Linked DNA regions of Sus scrofa: region 1 is linked to region 2. The links are chromatin contacts, called in public promoter capture Hi-C maps. All regions are on one chromosome and are shown on one strand. Each heading gives the region's core, a stretch centred on a gene start, on an enhancer-like site or on the middle of the called end of the contact. The rest is flanking DNA. Distances are from core to core; before and after follow the strand shown. Region 1 holds the start of ENSA (alpha-endosulfine). Region 2 holds the start of TARS2 (threonine--tRNA ligase, mitochondrial).

Region 1 (7,231 bases), core at 1,731-4,230, 110 kb after region 2:
GAAGGTTCAACCAAATTACTGACTATTCATAAAGGCTTACTGAGGACCTATTAGCCTCTAGTGGGCTTGGTGTTGTGGGAGCAGAAATGAGTAACATACATAGAAGGGTCGATCTGGGGCTATCAGCAGATCAGTCTCAAACTAAACCTCAAAATTAAAAATTATTCTCTCAGACTATGAATAGAAACTGGGCTTGTTCATGAGGATAATGTACTTTCCTCTGACTCCTACCACTCCCACACATGTTCCATGGCTGTGACAGCCTGCCCACGCCTGCCTTGCCGACAGCAAGGTAAGCAGCAAATCAGCATCACATTATCATCTGTGACTAAGACACAATAACTGGGATTCTCCACAGGGATCTGTTTCCCTCTCCATTTCATCCTCACGGAGAAACACCCTCCAGGTTAATGACTTACGATCCCTTAGTCAGCTTTAGGTACGTCTGGGGACTGAGAAACCTGATCAGGAGCTAGATGGCTATGAGGGTAAGATTCTCCCTTGGTGAGAAGGACCACACTGGACAGGAAAAATAAATCTCTTCAAATGTCTGAAGAAATCTGCTATTCATATCAAGTTGAGGAAATCTGCAGGACAGATGGTCTGATCTTTTTCTGAAATGGTGCATCCTAAAATTTAGCTCAAATCCTAAATGTGTAGTCCTAAAACTCCCACCATCTAAACAGGCAAATGTCTGGAAACTGTCAGCATTCCAGACTCTAACATCCTTTCCTCACTCCCCCAACCTTGTGCCCAAATGCCCCTACATTAAGCCCTAATTTCCTACAGGGGAGATCAGAAGATAGCTGATAACTTATCAGGTATTTACAGTATCTGCCTTGTTTTTCCAAGTTTCTAATTCTTCTCTACTACTTCCCCCAAACAAAACCTCCAAATCAGTATTCACTACAACGTCCATAGGTCTCATCCCTAAGGCTTTCTGTGGCTCCAAAGAGGGTAAGATATTATGCCCCATACCCCTTTCTGGAGCCTCTTCATGAGGAAGTCGGAGCCTCCAGGCTTTTGTCCTAGGCTTGGATATTTGGCCTTTAGCTTTGCCTCCTCGGCTCTCTCAGGGAGAATACCTTCTTTCTCCTGCGTGTCCTGGAGGAAACAAATGGGCCAATAAAATTAAACACTGAGAAGCAACTGCTTCTAATACTGATAACTTTTATACTCTTACCTTTTCCTGGAGATCTACCCACTTGTAAATATGCTATCTCCACTCTATTTTTAAATGAAGCTAACCTTTGTTCAAATCCCTAAAGCCCAAGATGACTGTATTGTGAGAAGAGAAAGATATGCTCCTTCTCACACTACACCCAAGGAACCACACCAGTGACCTGTGAGTACTGGGTTAAAGGTAATATATAAGCACGATACTTGAATCAAGGAGCGAGTCATAGCTCATTCAACATGAAGCTAGGAAAGACAGAGAGAAAGCTAGCAGGGCTTCTGGTGATACAAGATGAACAGGAAAGTTCCTTGGCTGTCCCTAACACGTAATACAGGTCAAATGGGATATCAAAGTGGATAACTCTCCTGAGATGTTCCCTTCTAAGCTGGTTATCTGAAAAGTCTCTCTTTGGAGGAGCATAACTCTGTGGCCTTCTCCAGAAATCTTCACCTTAGTAACAAGACAGCATTGCTTCAGCAATTCCATAAACATTGTCATAGGAAGGTGACAAGTAAACGGATTAAAATGACAGTTTTTAACTTCAGGAAAATCATGATACAGTAGGTCCACTAGCATTTACCCACCAGCTTTGCTAAAAAATCAACATCTTTCCTAGTGGGGCAAGTGATGGAAGTTTGGGTAACATGCCAAGAGCCCAATTAGCTTGCAGGGGCTCTTACTGCGTTGTTACTCTTCTTACTTTTCGTGGGCCCTGCTGCCCTTTTCTTTAGTGACTTTTCAAAAAAGATTTGAAGCCAATCTGTGGCTCTTTTTAAAATGGATTTACTTTCACTTCTCTTGGAAAACTGGCAGATACAACACCAGGTATATATCATGAATCCCCGAGTCCAATACTAAATGTTATGTCAAATACAAATCTCCAAAGAGGTTGACGTGTTTTCATCGCATAACTGCGGGTGAACTAAGTCCCCCTGAGTTGGAAGTCTGGGGAGAATATTGTGGCGTCTTTCTTTGTCATTACTGTCTCGGTGTCTTTTCTAGGATTAACCTCCGTGATTCTGTTCAGAGCCCTAGTCCTCTTCAATCTTATTCGGTCTTCTTTGAAGGTGGGCAACAGGCCATCCCCAGTGGTCAAAATAGGTCTCTCGAGAAAGTTGCTGTCTTAAACTAGCCATGATAATAATTCCGCTTCTCCCTTCTCCCAATGTGGTCCTTTTTAAACTTCTTTCCCTCGACCTGTATCTTCTGAGGATTTAGAATGCGGGCCCCTGCCTAGATGTTGGGTCATTTTACCCCTACTAACCAGTAACACACAGAATCCTGGGACCACCAGCCCCCTTTCATTCACCGAGTCTTTCCAAACACCCGCCCCGCGCCCAGGCTCGGCCAATTATAGTACAGCTCCAAAGGGCTGAGCCGAAGACCCATTGGCCAATCAGAAAGGTTACAACACTGAATGACAAGCCACCCAACTAACCAGCGCCAAAGCAGCAGGCCTTGTTGAGGCTCACCCTGCACGACGCAAGAAGCGGCCAACCCCTGCAGAGCCGGAGACCATGGCGACCAATCCGCACCGGTGGGAGATCGTCTCCCGCCCCATCACGGTCGCCCAGCTTGCCCGCCCGCACCCCCTCCATTTCACCTGCTTCTCCTCGCCGGTCTCCTCCGAAGGGTTCTCTTCTTGTTTCTGGGACATGGCGGGGCCGGGACTGTGGAGTGTAGGGGACCCGGGAAGTCAACTGGAGAAGGGAAGGGGGAGGGGACACGGGACAACCTGCGCGGCTTGTTCGGCTCCTGTCACTAGGGTTGCTCAGTCAAAATGGCGGCTCTTGCCTGTGACGTTATGACCGCCCCTTCATGTGCGAGCCAATGGGAGCAGGATAGATGGGGCAATGACGTAACGATCTACCAATAGTTGCTAGCTAAATGTGGGGTCTGTGGAAGCGACGGGCAAGCTGGAAGGCCAATCTGCCAAGGGAATGAACCACAGGGACCAATTGGAAACCCGTGGGGGCTGTTAGGGGGCGGTACGGCTAGGTTTTTTTTTTTTTTTTTTTTTTTTTTTTGCTGCTCTGGTGGGGTCAGGCTTCCTCCGCTCCACCGCCCCGCGCGCAGTAGGCTTTGCTGGGCTTCAAAATGCAGGGCGAGAGGATGTAAGCCTTTTATTGTCAGTTAAAGAGGATTAAACTTTGCTCAGTGTTAGCAGAAAATGATCAATCTCCAGAAATTAATTTAGAGGTCAGAGTGGACTTTAAAGTGGTACTCCACACTACTCCAGTGTGTCACTTGCCATGTGGAGAGACTGAGTCGCCTTGCAGAACACAGATGGCTTACATTCCGTGGTTTTACTTTTATGTACAGTTTTTTTTACTTGTTCAGGGTCGTCCCATGAAGAATAAGCTTCTTTTGAAACAACAAATGTCTAGGTACATGGTAAACATTTAGTAAATACAGTTAACACTTGCTAACCTATCCTGGGTCAGAGTTCAACCGTATTTTTTTAGCATCTGTAGATGGCACTGTATTGTTTTTACAGGGGATACATATGTAGTAAGGCAGTGTCTGCTCTAGAAAGCTTAGTTTAGTGGGCATGTGGGGAGGGTTAGGTTTTTCACAGAGTGCCAGGTGTACCCTAAATCCTTGAGGTTAAATAGACATATCTTCCTAGAGTGTTGGTCAAAAAGCATATTTAAGTATTAAAACAGTCTAATAATAACACTGAAAAATTCACATTAAAATTTAATTTTGGGGTTCCTGTTGTGGCTCAGTGGTAACAAACCTGACCAGGATCCATGAGGATGCGGGTTCGATCCCTAGCCTCACTCAGTGGGTTAAAGATCCGGGGTTGCTGTGATCTGTGGTGTAGGTCGCAGATATAGCTCAGACCCCACATTGCTGTGGCTGTGGCATAGGCTGGCAGCTAAAGCTCGGATCCAACCCCTAGCATAGGAAGTTCCGTGGGCAGTGGGTGTGGCCCTAAAAAAAAATTAATATTCCAGGCAGCCTATTGTGACAGCCCTGGGGCTTTCCGTTCATTTTTTCTGTATAATTAGATATACTTCTAATGGAAAAGTTTGAGAAGCATAGAAAACACAGCTTTTATCATATGAGGCAAAGTCTGGTCAGCATTAAAATAAAACTGTTAATAAAAGTGGTATAGGGGTTCAAAGGAAGGTTCAGAGTCCCTGCCAAAACAGAAACAAAAACAAAAAACTTTGTGATGGAGGTGAGTATTTGAACAGCTTTAAAGAATTTAGAAGTTTGCCAGGTAAAGGTGAAGGAAGAAAGGGTATTCTAGGTGATGGGGTCAGCATGAAGGCCAAAAAAATAGAATTGAGTCCAGAACCTGGAGGGCTTTGAATGCCAGGATAAAGAAGTGGCGGCATTCCCGTTGTGGCTCAGCGGTAACCAACATGACTAGTATCCACGCGGACGAGGGTCTAGTCCCTGGCCTCACTCAGAGGGTTAAGGTTCCTGTGTTGCCATGAGCTTTGGTATAGGTCACAGATGCAGCATGGATCCTGAGTTGCTGTGGCTGTGGTGTAGGCTGGCAGCTATAGCTCTGATTCAACCCCTAGCCTGGGGAATTTCCATATGCTGCAGGTATGGCCCTAAAAATAAAAAATGAAAAACAAAACAAAAAATAAGTGAATAATTTAATAAAACAGGAGAGAGATTTCAGGGTTTTAGACCAGAGATCGCAGATCAGAACAGTTCATTAGGAAGATTAACCTAGTGGTAATGAATAAAAATCATTTAGAATTCTAGGTAGAGAGATACTAGACAGTCCAGCCAGGAGTCCATTGTGATACTCTTAAGTGGGAGATAGGATTTAAACTAGAAACATGGTAGTTTAGAATAGAAAACAATAAACCTAATTGAGAGAGTCTACGGCAATGGAATCTACTAGGTTAGCAGATGATTGAACATAGGGGCTGAGGAGGCCATGTGCCTTAAGGTGTAGAAACAATGAACTTAAAAATAGAAGTCAAGTTGGAAATGGAATTGGAAGCAGACGAAAATGAGGTGTTCAATTTTGAAAACATTGACTTTTTAAAAGCCAGTGAGCCATTTGGTGGCGATATCCAGGCACTGAAGATTTAGGATAAATGACCTCTGAGATTTCTACAACCGAAATTTTAGACTTCTAGGAAATACAGATCTGGAGTTTGGGATAAAAGTAGAAGCCAAATGTGGGAGTTCCCGTTTTGGTTCAGGGATTAAAAACCTGGCTATTATCCATGAGGATGTGGGTTTTATCAGTGGGTTAAGGATCCAGCATTGCTGCAAGCCGCAGTGTAGGTCGAGGATGTGGCTCAGATCTGGCATTGCTGTGGCTGTGGCGTAAGCTGCCAGCTGCAACTTCTATTCAACTCCTAGCCTGGGAACTTCCATATGTGTGCAGGTGTGGCCCTAAAAAGGAAAAAAAAAAAAAAAAAAAAAGAAGCCAAATGTGAATAAAATTTAGGCTTCTTCACATAAATGTAAATATGGTGATAGCGATATAACAATAAAGCACAGAAAGGAATAAGGATAACCAGTTGAAGAAGAGCAGCAGAGGACTTTCTTTTTTGGAGAGTAGGCAAGGCTCAAGCATGAAAAGGGGAAGGGACAAGTTGAGAGAGAAAAATTAAAAATGTAATTATCTACTTTAAAGAGGAGATAAAGAATGTAAGTTTTAGGGAGTTCCCGTCCTGGCTCAGTGGTTAACAAATCTGACTAGGAACCATCAGGTTGCAGGTTCGATCCCTGGCCTTGCTCAGTGGGTTAAGGATCCAGTGTTGCCATGAGCTGTGGTGTAGCTTGCAGATGGGGCTCGGGTCCCGTGTTGCTATGGCTGTGGTGTAGGCTGGTGGCTACAGCTCCAATTCAATCCTTAGCCTGGGAACCTCCATATGCCACAGGTGTGGCATGGGAGTGGCCCTAGAAAAGGCAAAAAGACAAAAAAAAAAAAAAAAAAAAGAGGATGTAAGTTTTAGAGGAGATCATTAGATCAAGGGGAGAGGCAGACAGGTTGGCTCTGACAACTGAAAAGGGAGAATGGGAGGGGAAATGTACAGAGAGACTTGGAAACAGCTAGACATTTAGGGAAGTGACGTTGAATGGACTTGCTTTTCTGAGGTTGATCTTTTGAGAATAGAAAAGATGATGGGGAATTCCCTTTGTGGCTCAGCGGAAAACGAATCTGACTAGCATCCTTGAGGAAACAGGTTGGATCCCTGGCCCTGACCAGTGGGTTAAAAATCTGGTGTTGCCGTGAGCTGTGGTGTAGATCGTAGACATGGCTTGGATCTAGCATTGCTGTGGCTGTGGTGTAGGCCAACAGCTACAGCTCTGATTTGACCCCTAGCCTGAGAACCTCTGTATGCCACAAGAGTGTGGCCCTAAAAAAAAAAAAAAGGATGATGGGTGGGATGGAGGATCTAAGAAAAATGGAGGTGGAAACAGTGCTAGAGAAAAGGGCAATGAGGAGTTCCCCAGTGGCTTAGTGGTTAAAGGATCTGGTGTTGTCACTACTATGGCTCTCAGATCGCTGCTGTGGCATGTTTTGATTCCTGGCCCAGGAATTTCTGCGTAGACCTGGTGTTGTCCCTGCTGTGGCTGAGGTCGCATCTGTGGCACGGGTTAGGTTAGATCACTGGGCCTGGATCTTCCACATGCCACCGTGAGGCCAAAGGAAAAAAGGGGGGCAATAATGCAGAATAACAAGAAAGATCTACCTGAGATCAGATACGAAGGAATGTATAGTAGTCCCAGTCAGCACAGCTTTGTGAATTTGGTCAGTAACTCCTGGCTGCCTTGGGATGGAGAAAACAGACAGCCTGAGTTAACCAGGACAAAGGACTGGTAAAGAAGGGACAGGGGCAGGAGACAATGAGGAAGTCTAAAGTGGTTTGCCAGTTTGTTGAGATAGCTGACAGTGGCATCTAGGTTCTTTAAGAAAGACAGAATGGGAGTTCCCGTCGTGGCTCAGTGCTTAACGAATCCGACTAGGAACCATGAGGTTGTGGGTTCAATCCCTGGCCTCATTCAGTGGGTTAAGGATCCAGCATGGCCGTGAGCTGTGGTGTAGGTGGAAGACATGGCTCGGAT
Region 2 (7,548 bases), core at 709-3,208:
ACTATCCTTACAAAGTAGAATGATTAAAAGCATGTATGTCAGTATATGTATCCTTTGGAGTTTCAAGTCAATACAGTGATTGGTACATTTTTAATTTAATAACTTTATTGAGCATCTACCATTTTGTTGCCTGCAGTGTAACAGCTCCCCTGTCCCTTTTGGTGCAGAGCCATGGGAAAAGTTCTGCCTGTTGTCACATTTTCTGAATGCCATTTAAAAATTCTACCTACCTTCTCCCAAACACACACACACAGGTAAACTTCCTCCTCCACACTCTTGTCTATTTCTTTTTGTATTTCAGGGTGTCTAACATGCCAGAATATGGAGCCAAGATGCAGAGTGGTGCCTGTGACTAAGATCAACAGCTGCCTCCCGCAGAACAGAACCTCTGGAAACTTAGATTAAACATCTTTCTCTGAAAGCTCTTCCTCCACAATCCTTGATTCCATCACCATTGGAAACATGAGAACCAACCATCCCCACCCCCAGGTGAGGGGACTAATGGGAATTACCAAGAACCTCACAGCTGTCCCCAAGTGCATTTCCCTCAAACTTTACTACAAATCTGGTCATTTTTCTTTTCTTTTTCTTTCTTTCTTTCCTTCTCCTTTAATTTATGGCCACATTCATGGCATATGGAAGTTCCCAGGCTAGGGATTGAATCCCAGCCACAGCTGTGACTTATGCCACGTCAGTGGCAATGGCGGATCCTTAATCCACTGCTCTGGCAGGGGATGGAACCCGAGTCTTTGCAGCCACCTGAGGTGGCTACAGTTGGATTCCTACCTCGCTGTGCCACAGCAGGAACTCCTGTGTTTCATTTTTCACTGTGTAAAACAAATCAAATATATCTAGTCTTATGTTCTAGATATAGGGAGAGGGGAGAGAAGGGATAAAGGAAGTTGAGAGCTTGGATGGGAATGAGAGGCAAAGGTCCTGTGTAGAAAGCAGAGAGCTAAGATTCTAGGGTCAGGAACTTTTTTTCTTAAGTGGTGGGGGAATTATATTGGGGATAAAATTCTTACTAGAGAGAGTCTGGTGTGGTAGAAGAATAGAAGACTTGGATTGAGAATCCAGCGTCAGTGCTTACTGTTTGATCTTAAATCACTTACCTTCTCTGATCTTAAATTCCTCATGTGTACGGTCTAAGAGGTCTCAGAGGTCCTTCTTTAAGCACCGAGTATGAAGGGACTCCAAGGAGTGCCCTCTGCTTTTGTTTTGCTCCAGCCTTAAAGTCTTTGTTTTGCTCCAGCCTCAAAGCTGTTATATGTTGTATTCATTTTTTCTCATGGATTGTTGCTATTGTTGCCGATTACTGTGGACCATGCAGTATATTAGACGATTTACATAAAATTAACCTCAACAGTTAAGGGTTTTTTGTTTGTTTGTTTTGTTTGTTTTGGCTGCACACGGAGGCATGTGGAAGTTACCAGACCAGGGATCCAACCCGGGCCACTGCCGGATCCTTAACTCGTTAAGCCACATGAGAACTACCAGAATGATATTATTATTCTCATTTTACAGATGAGAAAATTGAAGTTTAAAAGGAATTAATTTACCCCAAATTACGCAGTGATCCAGGATTTATACCAGGTCTGTCTCATTCCAGATTTATGCTCTTACCTGTTTCCTTCACTTCACATCCCGGTGAAGCCTGTGTAAAAGAAAACTTAGAGTTAAAAGGAAATAACAACCCCTTCTGGTCCGTTTTTCTCCCACTCTCTAAGTTTCCCTGCTTCTGTCCTTAAAGCCGCAGCATATCTTACTGCTACTTTGGTCTGAAACTCTGCAGGTACTGGAATTCCCTGTGTGCATCAGCTTAGGTCTTCCGGTCACCCGGAACCACCCACACCGCTGCTTGTGCTGTGTGGGGTATACCGCTTCGGAGTTCCTGGAGGTGGGGCCAGACTGGAGTGACAGCTATAACAACCAATAGGCATGGGTATTGTTGGGCCAGCAGCCAATGAAGAATCCGACAAAAGAGAAGGAGCGATCATTTATTTGAGGCTGTGTGACGGGTCTGAAGGAACATGGGGCTGTATCGGAGGTGGCGGCGACTTCGGCTCCCAGGGTTACAAGCCTGCGGGCTGCACACGGTGCGTGAGGTACCCAAAAGTTCCGAAACACATCGGACCTAGCGCAGCTGAAGCCCAAAGTATAGGCTCTCAACCCCATCTGACACCCCCTACTCCCGCCCTACGTTCGGGACCCGGCTACCGTAGCCCTTAGGTACGCCATCTTTTTCCTAGGGTAGCCGTCTGGGGAATGTAGCACTCCCAGCCTAGGGCCTTATACCTCCCATTCTTTTTTTAAAGACTGGGATTTAAGATCATGGCCACTTAAATGTTCTCACTTCCCACTACCCCCAAGCTCAATAAGGAATTTTGGGACCTGTGTTACCTCCTAACATCTTTTCCTCCAGGCAGCTGTGCCCACTCCTCCACACTGGTTGGTAGAGCGGCTTGGCTTTTTTGAGGAGCTATGGACCGCCCAGGTAAAGAAGTTAGCAAGCATGGCGCAGAAGGAACACCGGGCTATTAAGGTATCGCTTCCTGGAGGCAGGAAAGTGGATGCTGTGGCATGGAACACAACCCCTTACCAACTAGCTCAGCAGATCAGGTACCAGGCCTTCTATACCTACCGGGTAAACCTACCTCTGTACTTTGTTTACTTGAGCAGGGAAAGAACTCTGCATGTTTATTCCATCCCCATCAAGATAGCCTTTCCTGCATATTCCTTTTTATCTGCATTAGTTTTATGGTCTCTGACCTTTCTCTATTATGCATTGAGGGGAAAAAAAAAGAAAAGATTCCAGTGTTCTGGTAATACATTTCCCCTTCGCAAGTTTAGAGTTGCTAAGGATTAGTTCCTGTCTTCCTCTGTAGCTTGTAACCTTGTCTTTTTTTATCCTCACCCCCACTGTTGAAGTTCAAAACTGGCAGATACTGCAGTAGCTGCTGTAGTGAATGGAGAACCTTATGATCTGGAACGGCCCTTGGAAAAAGATTCTGACCTCAGATTTCTGACATTCGATTCTGCAGAGGGGAAAGCAGTACGTTTCTTCCTTATTGGGATATAGGGGCTGCTAAGAGATGTTTAAGTGGGAATTTCTAGCATTTTTTTTTTTTTGCCTCAGTTTCTCCATTTTCAGTTGAGAGGGAGGCCTACCATGGACTGCTTATCTTTTTTGATTTTTTTTTTTTTTTTTTTTTTTTGTCTTTTTAGGGCTGCGCTGGAGGCATATGGTGGTTCCCAGGCTAGGGGTCAAATCGGAGCTGTAGCAGCCAGCCTACGCCACAGCCACAGCAACACTGGATCTGAGCTGCACCTGCGACCTACATCACAGCTCATGGCAAACCAGATCCTTAACCCGCTGAGCAAGGCCAAGGATTGAACCCGTGTCCTCATGGATACTAGTTGGGTTTGTTAACCACTGAGCCATGACGGGAACTCCATATTGCTTGTCTTGACTCCTGGCTAAGCTGGAAACCTAGGATGAAAGTTTTTAGTTAGCCTGGGTCTGTTAAGCAGTGATTATTTGTGTTAGTGAAAGGGAGAGGTGTTATGTTGAATACAGAATGATAATATGCCAATTTAGCCCAACTCTTGAGACAAGCATTGTAAGTTGTCATCTTGTAGCATATATTGAGTTCTTTTTTAAATTTTTGTTTTATACTGGAGCAGGGTTGATTTAAAGTGTTGTGTTTCAGGTATACAGTAGAGTGATTCAGTTATGCATGTACAAATATCAATTCTTTTTCAGATTCTTTTCCCATATAGGTTATTACAGAATATTGAGTTCCCTGTGCTATACAGTAGGTCCTTGTTATGCATATATTTAGTTTTAATGTGGCTTCCACAAATGAGCACACTACCTGGCCTCCTTTCCTTGTTCATGTCAGCTTGGAGGGCATGAAGACTGACACTAGCCTCCCACTATGCTCTGGAACCAGGAAGCACCGAGGAGTGGGGCTTACTCTCTTCTGTGCACTGCTTCTTCTGGCTGCCTTCTTTTCTGGTCAGGTTGTTTGTTGTTTACTTTTTATATTTACTGGTTACCCTCAAGGTCACGTTCCCCATATTGTGGTAGTTATTCATGCTGGTTTCACACCAGCTTCTCTGAGGAGAGGATCAGAGAGCTAGGGGCTAAAGGAGAAGGTTATGAAATTATGAACTTCTTACTTGTGAACCCAGGTATTCTGGCACTCCAGCACCCATGTCCTGGGGGCAGCAGCTGAACAATTCCTAGGTGCTGTCCTCTGCCAAGGTCCAAGTACGGAATGTGGCTTCTACCATGATTTCTTCCTGGGCAAGGAACGGTGAGTAGTGCAAGGAAGGAGAATGATTTCTTTTTTAGAGATTTCACCATATTTTATTTTCTGGGTTTTTTTTTTTTTTTTGAGATATAATTGACAAAATTATATATTTAAAGTGTTCACTGTAAACTAGCTATAATGAAAAGAATAAAAATCATTATATAAAAAGTTAAAAAAAAAAAAAAGCGTTCATGTGAGGATTTGATCTGTGTACACATTGTGAAAGGATTCCCACAATCGAGTTAATTATCACATGCTTTTTTTTTTTTTTTTTTTTTGGTCTTTTCCAGGGCCGCATCCACGCCATATGGAGGTTCCCAGGCTAGGGTTCTAATCGGACCTGTAGCCGCTAGCCACAGCCACAGCCACAGCAACACGGGATCTGAGCTGCATCTGCAACCTACAGCACAGCTCATGGCAACGCCGCAAGCTTAACCCACTGAGCAAGGCCAAGGATCGAACCCGCAACCTCACGGTTTAGTCAGATTTGTTAACCACTGAGCCACGATGGGAACTCCTATCACATGCTTTTCTGTGTGTGTGACAGTGCTGACAATCTACTCTTAGCCAGTTTCAGTTGTACAATACAAAATTTATCAACCATAGTCACCATGCTATACATTAGTTCCTCAGACCTTATTCATCTTATAGCTACAAGTTTGTACCATTCACTGAGGTCCTTTTCTGGGTGGTTTCTGAGGCCCTTTTTTGGGTGCTCAGGCATGTTTAATTTGGAGGAGAAAGAAAGTTGAGGGGAGGGTCCCTCCATGCCTCAACTCTGACCTTGGTACCACCTTCACCTTTAGTTCACGTCCTTCCTTTTCTAAATCTGCTTGGAACTACCTTCTCTAACCTTTGTGAAGTATTCAACTTTTACTTTGTCCTTCAATACTATTCTTCTAATTTTGTTTGTCCAGATTGCCTGCACTCAGCGTATAATTTCATAGAGGTTTCACTCTAGTTGTAAATTTGTACCTGACTTCTTGTTTATGTTTTCCCTAGTTTTTTGGTCTTTGCCAATAATTTTAGATGTTTCTGGAGGGCAAGATTTCACCCAGGTGATGCTCCTTCGAGGATAGAAGCCAACTAACTCTTACCTTTCTAGGACAGTCCGGGGCTCAGAGCTGCCTGTTTTGGAGCAGATTTGCCAGGAACTTGCAGCTGCTGCTCAACCTTTCCGGAGACTAGAGGCTTCCCGGGATCAGCTTCGCCAGCTCTTCAAGGTGGGAAGGAGATACACAGGTTTAGGAGGATCATCTAGAAGCGTGAGAAGGAGCGGCTCTCTCCCAGGACATCTTTATGGACATAAAGACCTGTCTTCACTCTTCCTTTCTCCTAGGATAACCCTTTTAAGCTTCGCCTGATTGACGAGAAAATAACAGGTCCAAAGGCAACAGTTTATGGGTGAGAGTTGTCAGGATTGAGGGAAACAGGGAGAGGTGGGAATGCACTAAAGAAGGCCAGAAGTGGGATAAGGGAAAAAGGATAGAAGATAATCTGTTCCTCCCAAAAAAGAAATGGGAATTGATTCTTATCTCCCAGTGCTCTCTCTTGGAATAATTCTTCACTTCCTCTTTCTGTCCGCTAAACCCCCTGAGAAATAGAAAACTAGAAGCTCGAGAATTTGGAAATCATTAACTAGACCCTTCTTTTTCCTAGATGCGGAATGTTGGTTGATCTTTGCAGGGGCCCCCACCTGCGGCATACCGGACAGATTGGAGGCCTTAAGCTGCTAACGGTCAGTTGTGAGGGCTGAGTTAGGTTGAGATTCCCGTTTTCCCTAGAGTGAGCCAGGGAATGGGAAGGTGATCCTCTGTCTTGGCCCCCTCTCTGCTCTGATAGCTATGGCGGAATCTAGAAGGAGAAGGAAACTTAGTTCCTGCCTTCTAGAAACTCCCCATTTTATGACAGATGCTGGACACCCTGCCAGGGCCCAGAAGTCAATTCTAATTCTCTGGTTGGACCTCAGCAGTAAAGGAGGAGTTCCTGTCAAGGCTCAACAGAAACAAATCCGACTAGGAACCATGAGGTTGCTGGTTCCATCCCTGGCCTGCTTCAGTGGGTTAAGGATCTGGCGTTGCCATGAGCTGTGGTGTAGATCATAGATGTGGCTTGGATCTGGTGTTGCTGTGACTGTGGCGTAGGCCAGCAGCTATAGCTCCGATTAGACCTCCCCCCCTCCCCAATCCTGGGAACCTCCATATGCCATGGGTGCAGCCTTAAAAAGCAAAAAAAAAAAAAAACCCAGTAAGGGAGGTGGTGAGGGAGGGTATGAACAGGGTCATGTGGGAATGGCTCCTGTGGTGAGATGGGGTGTGGAACACCGTTTGACAGGCACAGAGACAATACTCAAGTGCATGCCCTTTATGAAAATACTGCTCCTGGGCAAGGTCAATTATTGGACTCAGAGCAGGAAATGAAGGGAGAGGCAGATACATAGAGCAGAAAGCCCTGGCTTGAAAACCTAACAGTCTGCCCTTGGTCCTGTCTCTGCCGCTAATGAAGCATAAGGCTTGGGTAAATCCCCTTACCCATTTTCCACATCTATAAAATGAGCCTGTTAACTCTTGTTCTACTAGTAAATCCACATTATAGAGACAAAACCAACTAACACAAGAGAAAGTGTTTGAGGAAAAGTTGAAAGTGCTGGAAAATGCAGGCTGTTTCCTATTAGTACTGTTGTTTAAGGAAGGAGTAAGCAGAGGCGTTTGAATTTCATGGAGCCAGGAATAGGGCCTAGAGTGGGAGATTGGGTTTTCTAGCAACTGTATGGGCGGTTGATGAGGGATGGAAAGTGATCTTTGCCTGGTGCATAGGGTTATTTCTGAGCAGTTGTGATTAGAAGGGGAAGGAATGAAGTGCAGGGGTGCTGCTTGAGCAGTGATAGAATGGGGAGAAAAAAAGGTGGCAGGATAAGGTTAGAATTAACCAGGACACATGTAGACGTCAAGGCTCAGGCACACCCCAGGATGGTAAAGATGTCAGGGGGTGTCTAGAGGATAGCGGTGGTGATGCTGGGAAAAGTCGTGAGAGAGGTGAGATGAGATCGCTGTCCAGTGGCATACCTGTGATGCTTACACTCTGAGTGTCTTGTGAGGATTAAAAGAGAGGTTAGGTGGTTTCGGTCCTCCCCATCTTCCCTTTGACTCTCCGTGTCCTCCCACAGAATTCATCATCCTTATGGAAGTTTTCAGGCACCCCAGAGACACTGCAGAGAGTGTCAGGAATTTCC

The links. Promoter capture Hi-C pulls out the DNA fragments that hold promoters and counts their contacts.
Region 1: a contact with region 2 is called in a promoter capture Hi-C map of skeletal muscle, with 4 times the contacts expected there. The contact joins the promoter of ENSA here to the promoter of TARS2 in region 2. A contact is called at or near these places in 4 of 5 promoter capture datasets (fetal liver, fetal skeletal muscle, liver and 1 more), 13 of 47 Hi-C or Micro-C datasets (adipose tissue, blood, embryonic fibroblasts and 6 more) and 2 of 2 datasets of contacts at active chromatin or transcription factors (alveolar macrophages and skeletal muscle).

What each region holds. Positions count from the first base shown.
Region 1 is chr4:98,523,651-98,530,881 of Sscrofa11.1, reverse strand. ENSA (alpha-endosulfine) reads right to left here and starts at 2,980. Exons shown (of 4, transcript XM_021089895.1): 1 at 2,781-2,980; 2 at 979-1,104. The coding sequence starts at 2,834.
Region 2 is chr4:98,629,728-98,637,275 of Sscrofa11.1, reverse strand. It overlaps TARS2 (threonine--tRNA ligase, mitochondrial), which reads left to right and starts at 1,958. Exons shown (of 18, transcript XM_003355197.4): 1 at 1,958-2,096; 2 at 2,423-2,619; 3 at 2,929-3,052; 4 at 4,195-4,319; 5 at 5,422-5,539; 6 at 5,656-5,720; 7 at 5,976-6,054; 8 at 7,483-7,548. The coding sequence starts at 2,031. ECM1 (extracellular matrix protein 1) reads left to right here and starts at 4,195. Exons shown (of 23, transcript XM_021089909.1): 1 at 4,195-4,319; 2 at 5,422-5,539; 3 at 5,656-5,720; 4 at 5,976-6,054; 5 at 7,483-7,548.